Regions from separate parts of the Capra hircus genome. Here region 2 is linked to region 1. A link is a contact called in public Hi-C data. All regions are on one chromosome and are shown on one strand. The core of a region is the stretch at or near the end of the contact, and the rest is flanking DNA. Distances in the headings are between cores, read along the strand shown. Region 1 overlaps POLR1A (DNA-directed RNA polymerase I subunit RPA1). Region 2 has its middle 69 kb from the start of ATOH8.

Region 1 (4,189 bases), core at 1,090-3,589:
GAGGCAGCACGCAGGAGACCATCAGAACACTCGAGCTCTGCTCTCTGCTCCTTGCCAGTCCTCCCCTGAGAGTGGCAGGGCCGTGTGTGAGGAAATGAGCTGCTCCGCAGGGAGAATTAAACCATCTTCTATTACTGACCTCCAGGCCCATTAAGGAGGAAGACGATGAAGGGGCTGTTGCTAATGAGTACCGCAGCCTCAAGTGGTGGGGAAGTGAGAAAAGAAAACTGGCTCCCTAAGGAAACACTAATGGGTGGACAGGGCAAACTGCCTACCCCTGACGATCTGGGAGTGACGCCTGCTTCCTGGGGCTCTCTTCCTTCCTCCGCGGCTGACTCCTGATGCCAGGCAAGTACACGGGACAGAAAGCCCCACTCCCTCCTCATCTCTGTCATGTAGTCCATCTGTCTAGAAAGCCTTAATGACTAGACCAAGATGGGCAGGAAGAGGAGAGGCGGGTGGGATATGCACCCTATAGGCTGCGCCCTGGTAGCCCAGGAGCAGGGGTCTTCCTTGTGGGTGGAGCGTGTCTGGAGACCTGGCGGGGAGTGAGGGCAACGCCATGGCCTCAGGGTCCCCTTCTAAGGACTCAATATGGGGAGAGGCAGATGCTGTCTTCACCCAAGCCACCACGATCCCAAGCCTTCTCCCCAGCCTTTCTCGCCACTCCCATCTGCCACCTAACAGCACACACCATGGGAATTCCAATTTCGTTGGTGTTGATGTACATGTCCGGGCAGATGACCGAGCGGGCTGCGTAGTCGACGCGCTTCCCCATCATGTGCTTTCGGAACAAACCATCCTTCTTCTCCAGGATCTTTATGGGGGAATAGTCCACAGTAATCATTAAAAAAATTTACAAATCAAGACAAAATTATTACGCTGTTAGATAATATATGTTGCTGTTTTTTAGTTGCTAAGTCATGCCCAACTCTTTTGTGACCCAATGGACTGTAGCCCACCAGCCTCCTCTGTCCATGGGATTCTCCAGCCAAGAATTCTGGAGTGGGTTGCCATTTTCTCCTCCAGGAGATCTTTCCAACCCAAGGGTTGAACCCGCATCTCCTGCACTGGTATGTGGGTTCTTTACCACTGAGCCACCAGGGAATCTCTAGAACATATATATGCCATATTTAATTGTGGGCACAACTTAGCAATTGAGCATGAGTATGAAAGATGATCCTTCTATTACTCACAAGCTTGTATAATGGTAACGGGTTGGCGAGAAAGGATGGATAAACCCAAACTTTTTGGCCAACCCAATACTATGCACATATTTATTATGTTTGGGTTTTTTGGTCTGCAATTTTAGTTTCATTCACTTCTTCAGTTAGGGCCATCTTTTATTAATATCTTCTTTTATTCCTCTTTCAATTATTTTATACAGTTGAAATAAATCTTTCATATTTTACACTAAAAAATAATAAAATAAAAAGTAAACCAAAACTACAGTAGTGCCAATTGGTTAAAATAAAACAGTCACTGTCAAGGAAAAAAAAAACAAGTATGGTTACTATTTTCTTCCTTAAGACAAACATGTTTATTATTTAACCCCTTCGGCTAGCAATGGGGATCCAACTGCTCACCTGTCTAATACCGGGGTACTTTTCCATCATTAATTTGTCCATCTCGCTATCAAACACAATATTAACGTGGCTCTGAAGGCGAATCCAAATGTTGTAAAGTCTGTCTGTGAGGGACTGGCCTGGAAGCTGACTCAAAAAGGATCGGTCCATAGCCATCGAAGAGTCTTTTTCCTGCCAAGACACAACCAAGAAAAACGGGCGTGATCGAAAGCCCTCAAGAAGGCCAGGCCTGGTTCCACTTTTCTTTTTCACTTGAGCTCTGACAAATGATGAACTCTGAAGTTGGCCTTTATGTCTTTTGAACTTGACAGATTTGTGGCCCAAGTGCTCATAAATCGATCTTGTCTGTGTGCATCGACAACATATGAGGCGGTAAGCTGCCCTAGAGCACCACCAACTGACCGACTGTCTGGCCACCTGGACTGGGCCCCTTGGGCTGGGTATGTATGACACAGGAGAGAGACAAATGGTCCCTCGACCCAGTGGGTCAGAGAGAAGAAACCAGTCAGCGCTGATGAAAGGGGATCCAGTAAGTGAGAATGTCACGCAACCCACAGTGGGCCTGTCCTTAAGGACAGAAGACTTCTCAGTTATAGAGAAGACAGGTGTGGTTTCTATTCTGGCTGAAGGAGCCTCCCAGGGACCCCTGTATGATGGCAGCACCCCTGTCAGACTAACTCACTTCTGAAGGTATCAGCTGACTCAGGGCCACAAGCCTACTTGTGAAATGGGTGAGACCAGTCTCACTGGTGTATCCTCAGTGCCTGGAATGGCGCACGCCTAGTCACACCCAGGCATTCATGATTCATGAGAGGGCCCCTGTGCAAGTATGGGAAGAAAGAACCCTTGCTATTGATCAGATGGAAAAGAGGGCACTGTGACTTCAGGCAGCAATGACCTTAGGAATCTGAGAGGATGCTGCTCATTTCTGCCGAGATTTAGCTTTTTTCTTGGACAAAGGCTACCCTACTTTCAAGAGACATTAACATGAAATCCTTAGCTCTGGTCACTGGACGTGGCAATCCTATGGCCATCTCTCTGAAACTAGACCAGAACCTGCAGACGGCACATATCTCTAATATTGAGCACTTTTTAAAAAAGCATATGTACACAGGCAGATCAGAAAACTTAAGCAAAACCAAAGAAACCCAAGCAGAAAGGCTGAGTAACCCACGCACGGGTGTCCCTGACAGACTGTGGCGCCACCTGGTGATGGGCCGGTCCTACTCAGGGAAGGGAGCCTGGGAGCCTGTCTGGTCTACTTAAGGCTGAGACAGTCCTTCCTATTTGCATTTAGAAAGCATCTTAAAGCTGGGAAGGATGTCAGCAATCTCAACAAACTTCCTGAGTGCCTGACTCATCTTTATACCCACTGTAGACCTAGCACACTAAAAGGGATTCAGGAAACGTCTGCTGAAACAGGAAAATGGAATTCAGCTCCACCATTTATTGGGGAGAAAACTGAGCCCCAAATCTGACACTCCTATTCCAGGAAACTCTTCCAAATGCCAACACTGCCTTCCTGACCCTGATGCTAGAGATCTTCATGAGCCAAAATCAGACCTAGGTGGCACGGGTCTCTGGTACCAGAGCCCAGTAGGGACAGGCTCAGAGCCTGAGGACCACAGACTGTTTTTTCTAGAACTGCCAGTGAGAGCAGGTAGCCCAGACCACAGCCACGGGTAAAACCTCCCCACAGATCACTCATTTTATTGTGGAGATGGGAACAAGAAACCAAAGCAACTCAATCAAGGTCACTGGGCACGGTCATTGGGGTCATGCTCAGACCCACACTTTCCCCCAGACATTGCCTGATCCGGCCAAACCCATGGCTCACACACAACCATACAGAATTGCCAACCAGTATCTCCCAGGACCCACAGCATTCTGCACCCACAGCGTAGGAAGCTAGAACTATGATATCAGCTCCTGACCTCTTCTGTGGTGGGTGCTGCCACCTCACTTGGCAGCTCCTGTTCTTGGGCCATCAGTGCCAGAAGTTTTCGGATCAGAACCACGTCCTTCATGACAGCCTGCAAGTTCACCGTCTGCCCGTTGGTGAACATCTGGTCCCCAAGGCGGTTGACAGGGCGATACCTGCAGGAGGACATGTGGAATCAGTGAACACTTCCCTCAGCCTCTTATCCATCCCTACTCACACGCCCCCAGCTCCAAAGGAAACCCACATTCCTCCTGCACTCAGGAAAAATGAAGAGGAAAATAGTCCCACCACCTGCCAGCTGGAAGTGGAACTGCTGCTCTATTTTTCAGCACCTTTGACCCTTCCTTTCTCTCCCAGAGGTCATTATTCAATTATTCCATAAACCTTTTTCAGGTGAAATAAAGCCAATGAAAGGGTATTACCTTGAGGGTGGTACCACCAAGAAATCCAGAAAGAACATACTGGGGTTAAACCTGGACTCCATGCCAACATCTTCCAGTCCCAAAAAAAGGTAATTCAGAAAGAACCCTGTGTTTGAAATAAATCAAAAAGATCATTTAAACCTATACATTAAGAGCATGGAAGGATGACCACAAAAATTTTTACGAAAAACCCAGAATATAGGGCAATAGGGAGAATAAGATCACATGTGTCTCCATAA
Region 2 (4,297 bases), core at 1,528-4,027, 280 kb before region 1:
CTGGGACTGGCAGGAGCCTGAGATGGAGCCACACCAGCTCCTTTTCACAGGCGAGGGAACTGAGGCCCAGTGAGGGTGAGTGAGTTGTATAGACACACGAATGATTTCAGATTAAGGTGGAGGTGCTTGGGGGCAGGTTTAAAAGCAGGGATTGGACAAGGCTCCCCGCCCCCGCCCCCGCCCCCGCCCCGGGTACAGCCTGGACCAGCCCCTCAGTCACGGGGAGCCCTCCCCACCCCCATGAAATGAGAGAGGTTTCCAGCTCATAATTTCTTCCTCCAGGCAACGTGGGAGGGGTGGGGGGCAGTGAAGCAGTGGATCACGCAGGCAGTCCGGCCCTCGCCTCCCGCCATCAGAGCCCCACACCAGGACGGGGGAGGGGGCTGGGGGGGCGGGGGAGGGGGCTGGGGGGAGGCTCGGCGGCCCCACATGGGCGCCCTCTGCCCCCCAGGGACCCCCGCGGGCGCCCCAGCCCTGTGTGGGCTGCTTTGACTCTGCGCCGGGAGCCGAGCTTAGGCAAACCACGCCGCACTGGACGCCATTCAAGCTTTTACAGGCCCTCAAATTGGGGCTGGAGCCGGAGAGGAAATACTAAAATCCTGTGTACACAACTTCTGTCTGTGCGCGCCGGGCCCAGGCGCGGGACACATTTGCACTGTTTTAAGGGTTCCACGCCTTTCCCCCTGCTTTGAACAGGGAGCGGCTGGTGTGTAGCCTAAAACCTAGACTGCTAGCCATGGACCTGGGGAGGGGTCTGCAGGGTGGAGGTGGGGCTGGGGCGGGGGCGGAGAGGGGCGGAAGGGAATGGGGAACTGAGCTGCTTCTCCTACTCTTGCATTCAGGCCCACAAAGCTGGGCTCAGAATCCCAGGATCTATGAGCCACAGAGACCATGGCCCAGGACCCTTCTCTGGCAGCGGAAAGAGACGGTGGCTTAAAGGTCCCTAGAACCAGGCGGGTGGGGGAGGGAGGAGGAGACATGGGCCGAGTGTTCTGGGCAGGAGTGTGGAGCCAGGCTCATTACTTTGCTGCTCGGTGACTGTGACCACCTTTCTCCATCTGTAAAATGGGTGCAGTCATGGTACCGTGATAGTACCTCTGAGATTTCCCGTGAAGGTTAAAGCGACGATGTAGAAGATACGGACACAGCTCAGAGTCTGGAGCATCGTATGTGCGGCCCAAATAGCTGTTGCTATTATTTATATGCTGTAACAGTCAGGCACTTGCTAAGTGCTGCACACAGTTGAATTTATTTCATGCTCACAGTAGCTGTCATACTTGAACAGCATTTTAGGTGAGAAACTAGAACACCAAGGAACCCGATGACTCACCCAAGGTCACACAGCTAGTGATTGGCTGGGTTGGGACTTGAACCCAGGCAGTCTGGTTCAGAGTCTTAGGTGCTTTGATGCCCTCCTAACGTGCTGGTCAGCTGTATGCGCCCATGGCATCCTCAGCCTGACACGTAGCTCCCCACGCTTGCCCCCTGCCCGCCTTCCCTGTTTCATCCCTGACCAACGCCTTCGAACATTCCCCACCACCACACACATTCTCCTGATTCTGAACCCCGGCCCCTCCTCCCACCTGTCCGCCTGGGCTCAGCCCCTCTCCTAGCCCAAGGCTCTGTCTGCTGACCATCAGTCAGTGCGTTAGGTCCTCCCGGGCCCTCCCCACCAGACAGGGTACCCCAACACTCTCCTCACCTTCAGGTCTCCCATCGCCTTGGCCTTGGGTCACCTTGAGCTATGGATGTGTTCATCTCCCCCATTCTGGTCCCTCATCAAAACCCCTGCAGGTCTGACCCAGTCCCTTGTGCAGACAGGGTTCCCCATTTGGGGGAACTGAATTTTCACTGATGGTAAATCTGGGCTGCTGGGAGACGTCACATTGGTGACCTCCGAGAGGGAAACAGAAAAGGGCCCCGAGCCAGCTTGCTCGGAGGAGATGGAGGACAAGGTGGGCGCCAACTGCCTGTAGCTGCCATCGGTCGCCAACCCAGGAAACAGGACAGTGAGAGTGTGGCCTGGGCTCCCCTGCCCACCCCTGCCTTTAATTTCCCTAATTGTCCTGTCATCAGGGCCTCCCAGGAGCGCTGCTCAGCCTCAGTGAAGGACAGACACCTCACAGGGTCTGAGCTGCTTCTGACGGGGCTGCCCCAAACAAGCCGCATACAGTGGGCATCTGATCTCCAGGCGCATCCGTGCTCCACGTGACGCCAACCTCAGCTTGAGCTATGCCAGCCTGTACCTGCACAGTGCACCTTCTAGACCTCTGCTAGGCAACTAGAACCCCTGCCATCCTGCTTCCCCCAAACAGCCCAAACCCCCAGGCCCACGTTCAAGAGACTCAACTCTGTTGTGGAAATCACGTGGCCTTTGGAATCCGAAGCGGTCTGGGTTTCAGTGCAGTTCCATGAGGTCTTGGCAAGTCACTTTGTCTCTCCTGTGTCAATTTCCCCACAGGGCGATGGTCTCTATCTCATTTCTTTGAGATTAAGTGACATGAGGGGTCTGAGCGGGCCTGGCATACTATGGGAGTGGAATTGATGGTGGGGTTAAGAGGAGTCACACGGTTGTGGTGACCTGGATCCTCCAGAGTCTGAAAGCTGGCCTGAGTGGAGACTCAGTGACCCGGTCCAGGGGATGAGGCAGCCTCTCTGAAAGGGGGATGGATGCTGGATAGCACATCTCCTCCATACAGCTGTGAGGACGGGGGGGGGGCCTCCTTGAGGTGAGCTGCCAGTCCTGCAGGCTGAGGCAGGAACAGTCTGCATGGCATGGCAGTGCCCTCTGCTGGCCAGGCTGGGCTGGCACCGGTTGCTCCTCTGTACAGAGAGTGACTGTAACACTTGCCACCTGCAGGGCCTCCAAACCCTGGACTGGGCAGGCAGGCCAGACCCTGGCTTGGAAGGGACCCTGGTAGGTGTGAAACCCATTTCCACTTTACAAATGAGAAAACTGAGGGTCGGCGAAGTGAGGTAAATTGCTGTTGAATGGCTGAGCCAGACCTGCCCTGCAGCGGTCTTGTTCTGTTGGTGGTTCAGTAATAGAATTCTCATCTCCCACCCTGCAGTGCTCTTCCACCTACTCCAGGAACAATCATTTTATGTAAATATCACAGGACTCAAACGCTGGAAATAGTGTCCTTCCCTGTTTCGTTAAAATCAAATTAGACCTTGGGTGGGGGAAGGATAAATGAGGAGGTTGAAATTAACATAGACACATTACTGTATATAAAACAGATAGCCAACAAGGACTTACTGTATAGCACAAGGAACTATACTTAATATTTTGTAATTACCTATAAGCAAAAAGAGGGACTCCCCAGGTGGCCCAGTGGTAAAGATCCGGCTGCAGTGCAGGAGGCTCAGGTTTGATCCCTTGGTCGGGAAGATCCCTTGGAGAAAGAAATGGCAACCCGCCCCAGTATTCTTGCATGGTGAATTCCATGCACAGAGGAGCCTGGTCGGCTACAACCTATCTGATCGCAAAGAGTCGGACACGACTTAGTGACTGGACACACGCGCACATAAGCCAAAGGTCTTGGAGAAAGAATATATACATAAGAATATATATATATATATTGCGACCCCATGGACTGTAGCCCCTCAGGCTCCTCTGTCCGTGGGATTCTCCAAGCAAGAGTACTGGAGTCGGTGGCCATTTCCTCCTCCAGGGGATCTTCCCAAACCTAGGGACTGAACTCGGGTCTCCTCCACTGCAGGCAGATTCTTTACCACCAGAGACACCAGACTGTAAATCAGCTATACTTCAATTAAAAAGAAAAATTAAGTTAGACCTGACTTCACCTTGCCAGGGCTGAAGAAGCATTCACTGTTACTTGGCTTTGGGGGTGGGGTTCCTCCTCCCTAGGCCTGTGCAAGCACCTAGAAGCTTAATGGGATGCAAGAAAAAAGGGGAGGGGGAGGCAAGGGAAATATTTAGTGTGTCGGGGCCACTGTGAGAGCTTCACATCTAAGCCTTCAGGAGTTTCTGCTGCCTCCTCACCAAGATCAGCAGCCCCAGGGCCTGGACCCACACCCACATGTGCCCCGGACGTCCCACGCAGCTTACCCTTGCCACCTGAGGCTCTGTCCCTTCTGGTGGGCACTGCTACTCTGGACCACCACTCTCCCCAAACCACCTCTTTCTCCTCTCCCCAAACCCCTAGACCACTTCCCTTAAATTGTTCAAGATCCTGAAAATAAAAGCAGGAAAGGTAGGTTGAATACGGGGAGGAAAACAGATTAAGAACAAAGGGTAAATGATTATCTTGGGAAAAGCTCCTGCCCCTCTAAA

Evidence for each region. A called contact is a pair of places that touch in the nucleus more often than the background predicts.
Region 2: a contact with region 1 is called in a Hi-C map of blood, with 2.9 times the contacts expected there. The contact joins two enhancer-like sites. A contact is called at or near these places in 2 of 5 Hi-C or Micro-C datasets (both in blood).

What each region holds. Positions count from the first base shown.
Region 1 is chr11:48,371,626-48,375,814 of ARS1.2, reverse strand. POLR1A (DNA-directed RNA polymerase I subunit RPA1) reads right to left here. Exons shown (of 35, transcript XM_018055368.1): 8 at 3,951-4,056; 9 at 3,521-3,683; 10 at 1,587-1,757; 11 at 695-817. Among named protein-coding and RNA genes, the nearest start is that of POLR1A, 23 kb to the right of the region's middle. Within about 2 kb of position 2,339, at least 2 of the 5 cell types and tissues checked have an H3K27ac peak or open chromatin away from gene starts, as enhancers often do.
Region 2 is chr11:48,654,436-48,658,732 of ARS1.2, reverse strand. No RefSeq gene overlaps it. Among named protein-coding and RNA genes, the nearest start is that of ATOH8, 69 kb to the left of the region's middle. Within about 2 kb of position 2,777, at least 2 of the 5 cell types and tissues checked have an H3K27ac peak or open chromatin away from gene starts, as enhancers often do.